Regions from separate parts of the Mus musculus genome. Here regions 2 and 3 are each linked to region 1. Evidence: chromatin contacts called from public Hi-C data. All regions are on one chromosome and are shown on one strand. The core of a region is the stretch at or near the end of the contact, and the rest is flanking DNA. Distances in the headings are between cores, read along the strand shown.

Region 1 (4,724 bases), core at 356-2,855:
ACATAACTGGTGTCTTGTGAACTGAGCACCTGGCTTGAGAAAGGGGCAGGGGAGAGCATGAAGGTCTTGTCCTTGTATAGGGAGCTGTTTGCTGCTGGGCTGGGGCTGAGCCTTCCCAGAGGGCACCTGCTACAGTGGGAAGATCTCATGGGGTGGGAGCAGTGGCAGCCCTTTAGTTGCGGGGCTAGTCCTTGCCTTAAGTGCTTTTATAACAAGCCCATTCCATTTGCCCTTGTCGGCTTCCCTATGAGGGAGACATGCTCTCTGTTTTACCCTTGATCCCTAGTGGAGGAAACTAGAGCTCTTATGAGCAGGCGCTGAGAAGCCTGCGGTGCTCTGCCCTGGTAACAGGGCAGGTGCAGGCCAGAGCAGAGCAACCACCTTGGGTCTGCACCTCTGGAAATCTGTTTCTTTTCACATCTCTTATTTTCTTCCTTGTTTGGTTTAAGTAGTTCGAGCTATGGGTCAGGAACAAAATAGGTTCCAAATTGTGTACAGGGTCTATGTGTAATGGGGCCAGAAAGTATTCCTCCTCTTGAGAACACTGGAACTCTCCTGAGGACTCTAGTGACAGGCTGGACACTTTGTTGATTCGGGCACGAGATCCTTGTAGGCTGGCAATCAATCTCGCCACAAAGTGTGGTGGCCAAGGGAATTACTTCATGCAAAGAAAAGGATTTCCCATTGGAATTTCCCTGTGTTCTCATTCTCTCTTGTTCATTCTCTCTCTCTCTCTCTCTCTCTCTCTCTCTCTCTCTCTCTCTCTCTCATGTGCTTTCTTAAAGAACAAACAGCTCGTAGTCCTGGGCCAGCCATTCTTTGTCTAGTCTCTGGTTTTACTTATTTTTCTCTGAGGTAATAGTTCCTTACCTGATTTTTCTAACACTCTATATTGTTTCCAGTGATAAGACAGAATATCATTTAAAAATGACAAAGTTAATGCTCCCTCATTAAAATCATTGTGGACCACAAACAGTATTTAGAAGGGCTGGAGACTATCCAGGAAGTCATACCACTAATGATAACTCTTTATGTTTGTTCTGTGTCAGTCTCTCCCTGTGTAGTCCCGTCTGGCCAGGAACTCACTGCATAGAACAGCCTGGCTTTGAACTCACAGAGATTCACCTGACTCGGTCTTCAAGTTCTGACTAAGAGCTGTCCACCACCATCAAGCCCCTTGTAGAGAGGGCCAGTTTGAGGAAGGGTGATAAGACTGTGGACTCTGTGGGACACACTGAGTTTGGGACACCTGCAAAGTGCTGGGTGGGGTGACAAGCTACGATTTCACTCACTGCCATAAATGAATATGCAAATGAAACAGTAGACATGAGCCAGGCTATCACATTCTGTGTTCTAAAACCAAACCCAGATCCGTGCCAGTGCTTTGAGAGATACAACTATGTTTGTGTTTGTTTAATGAAGGCCATTCCTCAAGTCTCAGTCAAGATCCTATAATGGCAAAGGGAAATTCTGTCAGTAAGTAGGGTGACAAATCACTATTGTGTCAGCGCATCCAGTGAGCAGTGAGTGGGTGAAGGTGTAGTGGGCATGTCTCTGTCGCCACACTGACTTAAGGCCGTGCACATCCACCGAGCTGTACCCCAATTTACTTAATTAGCTTCTTGCAGCACACTCTTTGTAAGAAGGGATCGTTCTGCAGCAGATTCACAGTGTTCTCAAATTTGGGATTAATTCTTTGGATAAGTTCCCAGAGGCATTTCTTCAATTATAAGGTACATGCATTTTTATGACCCTTATTGCTACAAAGGAACTGATTGTATATAAAAAGGAAGCTCTTGGGCAGGCTGGGGGAAGTGCAGTGATTTTTCTCAGTATTGCTGGGAAAGGCTTAGTCTTTTGGGTTTCATAAGACCCCTCTGTGGGGCACCCGAAAACACAGGGACAGGCTTGCTTCTCTGACTCACTGTTCCGCGTTCTCTGAGAACTTGAAGTTGCCTCTCCCAGAACAGAAGAGTGACTCAGAACAAGCCGCTTCCAGCCTGGGGCTGGGGGCCTAATAGCTGGGTAGATGCGCAGATAATTGTAACCAAGGATGCATCTGCTTGATCTGGGCTCTCTGCAAAGCTGGGGGAGGGGGAGTTCAGAGCAGTGCTTCACTGGGGCTGCAGCTAGAAATTGGATTTGTGAAGCCATCTGATAGCTGGATAGAGAGGCCGGCGGGCAAGATGCACCTATGTGAGGTGTTGAGACTCAGATGTGGCCAGATTTTCTTTTTTAAATACACTTTTTAGTTTTTGAAGTATTACAGATGAGGAGCCTGTCTGAAAGCTCAGAAAACGAAGTCATTCTTAAGAGTTGATTTGAGGTGAGCGGATTCTGATCTTCTTTGTTGGAGGGAAACACAGTGATCTCTAAGTTAGGAGAGTGCAGGAAAAGGTCCTAATTAATATCTTTTTACTTTCATTTTCTTTTTGAGGAGAGCTTTCATTTTTCTGGCTGCTCCCCACACGTTTGCATTTGGTCGGTGTCACAGCTAAATCACAATTTCTGACTGGCAACAGATGTGCGAGTCTTTAATTCTTTAGATCCATAGGGATCTCCTTCGTGCAGAAGTCTGTGTCTCTCCCCCTCTTTAATTAAACCTTTAATGAATATTTTATCAAATGAAGTCCATGTCTTATATTTCATTATTCATATTGTTTACAGGCTCCTATTAGCATAATTTATAAACTAAGATTATAGGGGGAAGTGATGGTTTAGGGACATTGGTTTCATATTCTGCTGCAGGAGAAAGCGGGGCCTCTGAAGTGTGTGTTTTGCCTGGGGTGACCATGCACTCCCTGTGTGAATGGTCTGAGTATTAAGTTGTCCTGTGGTACTTCCCGAGACACAGGCACTACTGCAGCTCTGTCAGGTCTGTGGAGGTGAGTTCAGATTGGCTTTGCCTGACTAGGTGGTTATAGCCAGCCACGTGTCCAAGGTCAAGGTCACTTTTATCTGTTCACTGTCCAAATATGGCCCAGTCCCCTGGTGGCCTTGTCAGGTCCTCTTATACCTCTGTACCTACCTCCTGCACGCTGACCTCCCTTCTCATAGTCCACCTTCTGTCTCCCTCCCTTCCTCCCTCCCTCCCTTCCTCCCTCCCTTTATTTTATTCCCACCCCTCCTCTTTCCTGACTTGGTAGTATGGATAGTGGTCCCAGCTTCTAGCCCCAGCATCCTCTGCAGTAGCCTGTCTCTGTCAGTCTGCGTGCTCAGGCCTGATCTGGCTGTCTCCCTCACATACCAACGCTCCTGTAAACCTTTCCCTCACACCATATACATTCTTTCCTTCTATCCCTTGCATTGCCATGCACTGCCAGTTCAGGGTTGGTCCAGCTAGCTGTTGTCTCTCCTGCCGGCACCTTCAGCTTCTGCTCCTTCTTCTCCTCTGTAACTGCCCCTCCATGTGGGGCTCTTTCTGCTCTGGTAGTAAATGCCATTTCTTCCCATCTTAGAGCTTTGGGTTCCTGATCATTGCTCGCTTCCTGGCAAGCCTTCTCTGACTGGCTGAGATCAGATGGCCCTCCTGCAGTACCTGTCCTGTCCTACCTTGGAATTGTTGCTTATGGTTTATGTTTTTCTTTTCAAACTCTGGCTTAGGTTTTGTAGGGCAGAGCCAATTTCAGACCTCCCATTTCTTCGTGTCCATGGGATGTCCTAGAAACTCTACGACTTTGGCATCCGAATGCCATCTCTGTCTGTCTCTTGTAATCAGAAGTAGATCAAAAATTCTTCTTGTCAGCAGGAGTGCCCTGATTTTCAGTTCACAAAATAACTGGTCATCCTGATTATAATTTCTGTTGTCTGGGCATGTTGTCCAGAGAGTTTGAAGGGCACAGGTGTTGGATCAACTTCCTGAGCTAAATTCTAACTTCATCCATTGTAGTGGAGTGACCTTGGATCAAGGACCTCTCAGAGCCCGAGAGCACTTAACATCTACAGTATGAGCATAGCACCCACCTCCTGGGGTTGAAAGAACTGTCTGTGATGCAGGGGAGTACCCCACTAAGCCTTCCAAGGCATGAGCATCTGGGATGCACTGGCCACTGTTCTTGGGGCACCATTTCTTCATTTCCTGTGGGACTTTGTGCTAGCTTTTCCCCCTACACATGGGCTTTTAGTAAACATTCATAGACTGAAATACACAGTTGAGGAGGCGTGGAACCCTGATATTTGAGGCCAGCATTCAGAGCCCTTCCCTCCTATCCAGTCCCCATCCTGCCTTCCCACAGAAACCAGACTCACTCTGTGGGGAACACTACAGAGTCACCTTCTCTGCTTCTCACACAACAAGTGGGGGAGGGCTGATCATTTCTTATTCTGTCTGGGTGACAGCCATCTCCCTGGAACACAGCATCCTCTTGCCCCTACAAGCACACCAATACCCTCTTCATCAGCATCTTTTAGGATAGCTTTCCGACTCTTGTCGATCCTGAGTGTCTATATGCCCAACCAGTAGCATTTTGCTTGCATGATAATTGTATGATTTTAAACTACTGCATGCAAGAGTGACATATCCCCTTTCCTGGGAACTTCACGGAGCATGGAGGGGCTCAGGACTCCCTCATCAATTGAGAAAATCTTATACAAAGAAATGACCACTTGACCTAGTGTGGTACCACTTTGCTAGTTCTTGGATGTTCGTTCTCATCCTGGGTGCTTGTTAAATGTCGTGTCACCTAACATGTTTTGTTACCAACTTTTGGCAAAACTCAGTGATA
Region 2 (4,441 bases), core at 192-2,691, 97 kb before region 1:
GCAAATCTGACCTATCAAAGGATATGTTCTTGCATCCTTTTTGATTTCAGCTAAGCACCAGCACAGGTGAGGTTGCTCAGACCAGCTTTCTTTTACACAGGCCACAGGCTGCTTCCCAATCCTGCCACTCTCCAAAGAGCCAAGTGAAAAAGCAGGCAAGCATGGTTGTTTTCCTCTATCCTAACTAGACACCCCTCTCTCAGGAAGACCCCTGGAGAGTCATTCTTCCCAGGTGGATCCCCCCTGCAACAATCAGAGATGCTCGGTGTGTCCTCTTTGAGCAAGGAGCACCTTCCCAGAAACATTTATTTTCTTAATTCACGCTGAGCCTTTTGCTTTAAAGACACTGTTCTCAAACGTTCTAAAACTCCGTAGGAACAAGCAGATCCGAACAAAGGCAAATAAATCGAATCCTGCAAAGTAACAAAGCAGACGCCTTTTCCCAACAGCCAGCACAAAGCTAAATGAAAAATATCAGTCATCCACTAGATACAGTATTTCCCCCTCCAGACGGAGCTGGGGCCTGTAGACCTCCCCCACTACAAACAGGAGGCCGAGAAGGTACAAAAAAAAGTATTAATTCCTAAACGAGTCATCAATTTGAGCTGCACAGTCTACCTCTCCACACTAGCAGTTTGAAAGACCTTGGCTGTTACTTCTCTGTACCTGTCTCCAAATACACGTGGAGGTGATGGCGAGAGGGAGGGAGCCCACCGCCACGTATGCATAAGGGAGGGAGGACGGGATTCAGGGCTGAGGGCAGATCTCTGAGGACAGTCAGTGCTCCCCAAAGAACAAGCCCCCCATCTCTTTGCACCTCTAAACTGGAAGAAACGGTGTAAGAGCTGGGGGACGCCTGTCCAGTCCAAGCAGAGCCCTCGAACCCTGAGCTTTGATGCTGCAGCAGCAGCGATCGCCTGCGGGCACCTGGGTTCCTGGGGGGAGGGGGGCGGGGCCTCCCCCAGGTGTGAGAGTGCGAAGGCCACCAGAGCCAGCCCAGCGGACCCCAGGGGACCCCAGCAGCCTCCGCTTGGGGACGCCGTGTAGAGGAGCGGCGCATCGGCGCCCCTAGCAGCAGGCACGGGGCCCCACGGGCCTGGCTCGGGGAAGGGGCGCCCGCGCGGCGGCGCCGAGGGGGTTAACCGGGCTGTCGGCGGCCGCAGCGCACTTAACCCTCGGTCAGCCGCGCCAGCCTGGGGGTGGCGGCGTCCGAGTCGCGCGCCGTGGAGTCCGGGGGGCGCGTGGGCCGCAGGCGGGCAGCTGGGGCGCGGCGCGGCCGGTGGGAGGCCCGGGCGCGCGGGGGAGGGCGGGGGACGGCGGCGGCGGGCGCGCAGCGTCGCCAGGGCGAAGCCGGCGTGCAGCGCGGCGCGGCGGGCGCGGAGCGGGCGGGCGGGCGGGCGGGCGAGCGCCTCCGTCCCCGGATGTGAGCTCCGGCTGCCCGCGGTCCCGAGCCAGCGGCGGCGCGGGCGGCGGCGGCGGCGGCGGGGCACCGGGCACCGCGGCGGGCGGGCGGACGGGCGGCATGGGGGGCGCGCCGAGCGGCCCGGCAGGCCGGGCGGGCACCACCACGGTGTCCCTCCGCTAGAGGAGGGGACCAAGCCAATTCTCCTTTGCAGTAAAAAAAAATAAAAAAAATAAAAAATTACATGTATATATTACTAAGATAATATATACATCTGATTTTATTTTTTACAAAAAGTTTATTTTGCTCCATTTTTCAAAAAAAAAAGAAGGAGCGTGGGTGGCAGGCGGTTTTTATAAATTATCTTTATTTTTGGTTATTTGTCTCTGTCCTTCCCCACCCCCTGCTGAAGCGAAAATAAGGGCAGGGACCGCGGCTCCTACCTATCCGTAACCTCCCATATCCGTTCCTCCCCCTCCCTAACCCTGAGCATAGTGCCCTGCACACAGTAGGCGCTCAATAAATGTTCGTGGATGATGATGATGATGATGATGAAAAAAATGCAACATCAACGGCAGCACCAAGAGGACCATGCGAACGGTGAGCAGCCTGAGCTTGGGTACCCGCTGCCAAACCTCATCCTATCATGATCCTACTCTTCCCACCCCCAACCCCCCATCTCCGATGCGTTGGGTGGGTTGAGGGGGTTGGAAATGATGCTTTTGGCTTGGTGTCATCTACATAGAAAGGGGTGATGCGCGGCAGCTACTCCGTTCTCCTCTTCAGGCCGTGAATGTCAGTTAATTCTGCATTTGCTGGGGTGGGGGCGGCCATTTGGGTGTGTGTGGAGTACTGTGGAGCCAAGGGGCAAGAGTGAGGTGATCCGGGTTCAGTGTGCTCGGGCTCAACTTTCCTCTTTCATCGCCCCTGAGCGATGGAAGAGGAGGTGTTAGTCTTCAGCCTGAACCCTTTTTCCAGCCTCCCCCTATCTCCCGCGCCTCTGGTTGACTAAGAAGAAGGTCCTTAGTAGCATCAGGAAAATTCTAGGACTGTTCCAGGTTTACCCCTTGGGTCGCTTGGTCCCATCATCTCATGGGAGAAGCCCCGGGTCTTGGGATCTGAGGGAACAGGGTCGGGTGGAGCGTGTATTCCCGCTCCCTGTGCCTCCTGTGCACACGTCGGTAACCTAGCAATGCCCAGAGAGTTGCTGCCGCTGTGGGGCTCTGCAACTCACCACGTGCAGTTTCCACACCAGCGGGGGCCGGGTCTAAGAAGGCTGGGGTGCTTTTGGCCAGGTTCCCTTCATGGAGGTCGTTAGCATTTCCCAGCCCTGGTTTTCTTGAAGCCTTTTCCGGTGAGCGCTTCTCAAAGGAACCGCTTGGCAAAACTAGTCCCTGATCTCAGATTGAGTGCCACCTGCCTGCTTTGCTCTGTCCCAGGCTTAAGGACAGTAGGGCAGGAGACCTGTGCTTGCTTTGACTCTTTACTTAGTGATAATTGGTTTTGCAAACGCCCGATTTCCAACCTCTGACACCACTCTCACTTTGACATCTGCTTCAGCAGAGGTGATGGTGGCCCAATGTCCATCTTCCAAGGAATGACCAGACCCACAGTGAGGCGAGCTCTATACATGAAGGGACACCCTCCATCCCATGCCCTCCCCTTCCCCCCTCCCCCGCCCGCTTTTGAGTATTTTGCCCTGGGAGTACCTGGATGCTACTCTACACTGAGATAATTATTGCATAGGCCTTGAGGTTCCCTGACATAATGCACCCTGACTCTTAGGGTGCAGGCCGATTAGATGCTGGCTTGGCTGCTGCTGCTGCAATTTAAAATGCAATAATAATAATAAAAAAGCCTTAAAGATGTTTTTCTGTTTTCTGAAGCTTGTGGAGGAAATGAGTCCCAAGCATCATGAATTTTCATTTGTAGGAAGTGTTAATGCATAATCTAGATATTTGTTGTGGGGCTTTTGGTATTGCCTGGTGCCAGTAAAGAGGTTTTTTTTTTTTTTCCCATGTAGAAAAAATTGCATATATGGCTATGGAGAGCTTTTGGAGGAATAGTCTAAAAGTGGTTAAAACTACTGAATTATTGGTTGAGTGTGTGTGTACGTGTGCCCGCGTGTGTGCGTGTGTGTGTGTGTGTGTGTGTGTGTGTGTGTGTGTTGGTAATTACTTTTTGAGAAAGGGAGTTGTGTATATCTGTTAAGCCATGAGAGATACATGTGTTTTCAAAGTCAGGAAAAGACACGGGATCACTGTGAGAATGGCCTCAGTTTGTCAGAAGAGATGCACTAAAAGATTCCTTTTGAAGACACAGGTATGGAAGAGTACCAGTGTGGTTAGGTGTGGCACAACAATGGCCCTGCATGACTGATGCTCAGAGTAGAGCTCTGGTGACTTTTGCATTGCCTGGCCAAACCCCACTACTTGTGACAGAAGGTTCAAAATGGGAAATGCAAGATGGGAGACACTTTTGCTTTTTAAAAAGATAGTATGGATTGAAGTCTTCTTCTTCTTCTTCTTCTTTTTTTTTTTTCCAAAAGGAATAATCTCTTTTCTCCTCTCCTCAGAGGCAAACTATGCAAGAGGCACCAGACTCCCTATTTCTGGTGAAGGACCAACTTCTCAGCCCAACAGCTCCAAGCAAACTGTCCTATCTTGGCAAGCTGCAATCGATGCTGCTAGACAGGCCAAGGCCGCCCAGACCATGAGCACCTCTGCACCCCCACCTGTAGGATCTCTCTCCCAAAGAAAACGTCAGCAATACGCCAAGAGCAAAAAACAGGGTAACTCGTCTAACAGCCGACCTGCCCGTGCCCTTTTCTGTTTATCCCTCAATAACCCCATCCGAAGAGCCTGCATTAGTATAGTGGAATGGAAGTATCCTTTTTTTTCTGTGGGAAGTCTTTCTCATTTGCCATCTGTGCTTCAAAAGGATTTGCTTTCTGCAGTGACACTTCTCAGAGCCTTAGCAGTCTGGAATGTGAGCAATGGTGGCAACTGCAGGCAAGGGGCTTCATGGGCTACGGCTTCC
Region 3 (4,738 bases), core at 1,858-4,357, 120 kb after region 1:
TCTCTTTCACTCCCTGGCTCAGAGGTCCTAGTTGTTTAAGCAGATGGCAGGGGACCTCTCTTTGTGTGCTCCTGGGAGTTAGTCCCAGGGAGCCCTAGTTAGGAATCTCTGAGTCTTGACCTGTGTCAGTGGCTGAATCTCTCATGGGTCTAAGAATTGTCTGGAGGGCCCTATCCTAGGTATCTGATGCTGATGACAGGGAAGTCTCCTGTGAGCATTCTTGGGCTATTTAAGATATCCACAGTGTAAACTTGCTATTAGAAAGCTGCTGCGCCACAATTAATTGAATAGACAAAATTATCTCAGAAGGTAGCTCCTGAGCATTTGGGGAATTTTCAAGGATAATTTATTTAACTTTTTGCTGAGCTTCAAATTTCTTTAAGAAACCCTGCCAAGTCTGTGGGGCATGTGTGTGTGTGTGTGTGTGTGTGTGTGTGTGATTTTTTTTTTGGACACTTACAGCTGCTTCTTCATGAACAATGGTGTTATTCTAGGGCTATTAAAATCTGGAAGCCTAAAATTCTATTTTAATCTCTTCTCATTGTCATGGTTAATTTTTTTAAAAAAATTTTAAAATAATGAAACCATTTTAAAAGGGAGCCCATTCTAAAATTCTGACCAAATGAATCAGGGCAGCCTTATTGTGGGGACTCTTAGGGACCAGTAATTCCTCTAAGTAGTAATAATTGATACCCAAAGAAAGGAGGAGCGGGTACCTGCTGCCCCCATTGCCCACAAGAGTACCTGACTGTAGCCTGCTTCCTTGTTGGTCCCAGAGTGGTGGCCACTGCCCACCCACCTCTCATTGCTTCTTCTACCATGGGCCTCAGTGCAGAAGGTCACCCTGGCTGCCTGCCTGGCCAGTGCTACCTGATTTTTGTTTGTCTGTTTGGTTTCCTGCATTGGTTTGTTTCAGGGGTCAGCAGAGAGTCACAGGTGGCATAGCTGTTTGTAAATAAACACCATGGTGCTTTGCTGACCTTGTTTTGAAAGACTGTATTTGAGGAATGCAGCTCAGTTGGTAAAGTGCTTGCCTGACATGCACAAAGCCTTGTGTTTGGTCCCCAGCTCCTTATAAACTGGACATGGTATGCCATAATCTCAGCACTGGAGAAGAAGAGACAGTGTGATACAAAGTTCAAGGTTACCCTTGGAGACCAGGCTCCAGGATGTGTAAAATTCTATCTCAAATAAAACAAACAAAAAAAAAAAAAAAAGAAAAGAAAAGAAAAAGAAAATCACATTTCTTTTTTTTCTTTTAATTTATAAGACAGCTTTTTAATCACAAAGTATCCCAAAGAAGTTTAGAAATGAAAATATTCTACCAAAAACCATAGAAGAAACAGCAGCAGTAGGTAGGTGGCTCACGATAAATATGAGTCCAGGTCACCTACCCTCTCTGGAGGAGCAGCTGGCAGTGCTATGACTGGGGAGACTGATGGGAGGGCCAGCCCTGGGGTCAGAGGTTGGATGCAGTGCCCACTGTCATCTGCCCTGGCCTGCTCTCCCCTGGGACGATTAAATCAGCACATGCCGTGTGGCTTTCATCACAAGCTTAAGCAGTCTGGTATTTATTTACTCAAAGGTCATGGGGCGGCAATTAGCATTTATCTGGCATTTCGTGTGTATCAGATGCTGTTCCTGGGGCTATGGGCACATGAGTTCTTATTCTTCACACTGCTCTATGAGACAGGAACTTGATGGATGAGGAAATCAGAGTGTGCCAGCCTTACATAGCCTCCCGAGGCTGCGCAGTCGTGAAGCGCTGCACTGGAGTTGGAACCCACCACTGTTGGCGCTCAGGGTAGCAGCGTGAACCTGGGAGAGTGGGGCCTAAAAAAACAAGGTGGAGTAAAGTCCCATGCAATAGCCAGCTTTATTCAGAGCATCAGACAGTTTATACTCTGGGGGTTAACAAGAGTCACCTGAGAAAAGTGTACAGTCAGGAGGACAAGACACACATGGCAAAACCATGCTTTTCCTTGGAGGAGTAAACAAGTAACAATAGCCAGTTGTAATGAATAGTCTGAAGTGAGCTCACTCCTATTCACTACTACACCCAGGAAGGGGACATAAGCGCATTCCAAAAACAACCCACATCCTGTTGCACCGAGGTTATAAGACCTCTTGTCTTAGTTACTTAGAGTTTTCTCACAAGGTCTCAGAGATCTCACACAGCTTTGTTCATGGGCTATGTTCCAACTCATGGGTATTGGAACATTTGTGCCATGTTCTTCAGGGTTAGGTTGGGGAGGGGGAACTTGCAGTGTGGAGAGAGCATGCCCTTTGTAGAAATGCAGTAGTCCCACTAAGGTGTAGGCCCGTGTTCCTATGCTTTTGCAGGCCCCAATATGGCCCCCTATACTGCCTGTGCACTCCCATTTCTGAGCATGCACATGTAGACTCTACTTTAGAGGTTAGCTGGATGGCTTGGCACGAGTTCAGAAATGCAGCACTGCTAGATGTCAGAGAGTCTGTGACTGTCTCCCTTGTGACCCGATGACCATTAGGGGCTTTAGTAACAAGGATGCTAACAGTTATGGGTGGTCATGTGTCGCTGGAGTGAAGCACATCGCTTCTCTTACCTTGGTTCTCATTTACTTCTTCTCCAGCAACTCATTAGCAATGGCCCAGTCCTTGCTAATATCTCACGAGTAAGCAACACTAGGTAACCAATCCATGTTCATACAGCAGTGGGAGGTACAGTTGTCAGAGTCCAGAGCCCACCTTCTTCACTGCCACCTGCCCTGCCCCAGAGACCAGTCCTGATTGGCATCACACTCCCAATTCATACCCAGAGCCTCTGACTCCCTGAAGGGCACTTTCCTTAAGCACTTTCTTAGATGCAAGGACAAACATAGGAGACCTGTGTCACAAACTAGATAGTAGATTGCGCATTCAGAATAGGTTCTCTGGGACAGGTTGACAAATGCCCTCAACCCTTCAGATCCTGAGCTATAGATTCCTAGCTAGGAGGAGTGGGTGGCAAAAGTGGATTGGAGACATGCCGACATGCCTCAGGCCTCCGCTGTTCCACACTGGACCAGCTGTTGCTGCCCTTTCTGCCCGCCTGCTTGCCTGCCTGCCTGCCTGCTAGGCTGCCCTGTTTGTATTGCTCTTGCTGCCCTCTACTGTCTGGTAATGGAATTGCCTGTGTTCAACCTGAAGGGGTCACGGTGGCTGATCTGCTAAGAGAGGATAAGAAGAAAAGGAAGTTTTGCTGCTTTCGACAACGCAGGGCTAAAGATCACGGTAACTTGCTGAGGTGTTCTTGCTCTGTGGAGGCTCCTTGCCTGACGTTTCTGGTTTCCTCTCCCTGTGCATAGGCATTGCGTGAGCTGCATGCGCTGTGTGGAAAGTGCCTATGTTTTAATCGCTTGGTTTCTCTGATGCTTGGTCATGCTTGGTCTTTTGGCCTTTTCCCTCAAACGTGTGGCATCACTGAGATGGCACCTTTCCGTTTGCACTGTGCCTATGAAGAAGCCTCTGAGCCAACTGAGGGAGCTCGTTTGATTCAGTGTGAATATTCTTAGCCTGGAAGACACGCTTGGAAATGCTTTTCCTTGAATGATGCTTTTAAGTTTAAACTGTTTAGAAATTCCAATAATGTTATTTGGCTGATTTTTTTTTCCAGGCTACATGTTTCAAATTGCTTCTTGGGCGTCGCTGGCTCATTTACCCAAGGCCATGCTAAAGCTAGTAATCTCAGCTTCAAGAGTAAGGGAGGTAGCCCCCCCCCAAAAAAAAAAACCAACCAAAAACAGAACAAAAGCCATCTGGGGGCACTCAGTTCTCTTCAATGAGAATAGCCTTATTTGGGAAGTATAAAGTTAAATATAAAGTTTTGTCCTAAATACTGTTGACCGCACCCTTACCCCGTCCCCAACCACTTGACAAAGCATCCAGGATCATTAACATAGAGATGTGTATACCAAGAACAGCTTGCCCAGCTGTCTGTGGGTCACTGCTGTAGCTGGGAGGCAGTGCACGCTTTGCTTGGATACCTTGGCATGGACAGCTTAGTGCTGACACCAAGATGGACCCCAGTCAGAAAGAGGAAAAAATCTTTGAGAAGACATGGACTGCAGAGGCAGATAGCCAGCTGCGCGCCAGCCGCTCACCCAGAAGAGAGATACACGGCATGGTTTTGTTGCAGTGTGAGAATGCTGAGCTCAGAGGTTAAGTGGGGTTGTCTGTGTTAGAATCCTAGCCTCCTCAGAAGGCCTGAAGAGGAAAGGCATCAGGGGATAGTCAGATGGAAAGCATTTGGCTCACAGGGCCCTAAAAGCTCGAGAAGGAAGAACTCTGTAAAGCTTGCACACCAATATAGGCCAAGGATGAAGCCGACCTGCTTGGGTTTAGTATTTACAACATGCTGATGAGTGCCTTGGGGCCTCTGTCAAGAGAGGTAACCCCTCCTGGGGGCCACTCACCTCAGTAGCAGCGTGGCCTCTGGGGTGGTTTGACGATGTGAGAGAGAGGAAGCCATCTTATCTCTTTGAGGAAGCTGGCTTCCTGGAGTGAGGAATGGCCGTTCTATTGCTGGGAACACAGACCGACTCTGCTGGCGATGGTGGGGCAGGAACCTCGGTTGCTGTGCCACCTTTCCCACAGTACCACCTTTCTCTTTCTCTAACAAAGAGAGTAGTTTTTCTGGGCACAACTCCAGGTCTTGATTCAGACCTGGAGGCCTCAGTCTGACCTTGACCCACATTTCCCAAGGTGAATGTGGCTGCGT

Evidence for each region. A called contact is a pair of places that touch in the nucleus more often than the background predicts.
Region 2: a Hi-C map of olfactory sensory neurons shows a contact between it and region 1, with 2.3 times the contacts expected there. The contact joins the promoter of Cacna1d here to the enhancer-like site in region 1. A contact is called at or near these places in 4 of 484 Hi-C or Micro-C datasets (cerebral cortex, cortical neurons, nephron progenitors and 1 more), 5 of 115 datasets of contacts at active chromatin or transcription factors (double positive thymocytes, embryonic stem cells, forebrain and 2 more) and 3 of 9 other capture datasets (adipose tissue, macrophages and pancreatic islet).
Region 3: a Hi-C map of forebrain shows a contact between it and region 1, with 3 times the contacts expected there. The contact joins two enhancer-like sites. A contact is called at or near these places in 12 of 484 Hi-C or Micro-C datasets (CD4 T cells, LSK cells, bone marrow-derived macrophages and 5 more), 1 of 115 datasets of contacts at active chromatin or transcription factors (double positive thymocytes) and 1 of 9 other capture datasets (pancreatic islet).

The regions. Positions count from the first base shown.
Region 1 is chr14:30,253,177-30,257,900 of GRCm38.p6, reverse strand. The region is part of intron 3 of Cacna1d (calcium channel, voltage-dependent, L type, alpha 1D subunit); the gene reads left to right. Among named protein-coding and RNA genes, the nearest start is that of Gm52107, 31 kb to the right of the region's middle. Within about 2 kb of position 1,605, at least 29 of the 459 cell types and tissues checked have an H3K27ac peak or open chromatin away from gene starts, as enhancers often do. A contact at or near this core is called in cerebral cortex, cortical neurons, double positive thymocytes and 2 more, where this site is marked.
Region 2 is chr14:30,350,486-30,354,926 of GRCm38.p6, reverse strand. Cacna1d (calcium channel, voltage-dependent, L type, alpha 1D subunit) reads left to right here and starts at 1,441. Exons shown (of 47, transcript NM_001083616.2): 1 at 1,441-2,002; 2 at 3,978-4,287. The coding sequence starts at 1,936.
Region 3 is chr14:30,135,555-30,140,292 of GRCm38.p6, reverse strand. All of the region lies in intron 9 of Cacna1d (calcium channel, voltage-dependent, L type, alpha 1D subunit), which reads left to right. Among named protein-coding and RNA genes, the nearest start is that of Gm52106, 65 kb to the right of the region's middle. Within about 2 kb of position 3,107, at least 44 of the 459 cell types and tissues checked have an H3K27ac peak or open chromatin away from gene starts, as enhancers often do. A contact at or near this core is called in double positive thymocytes and forebrain, where this site is marked.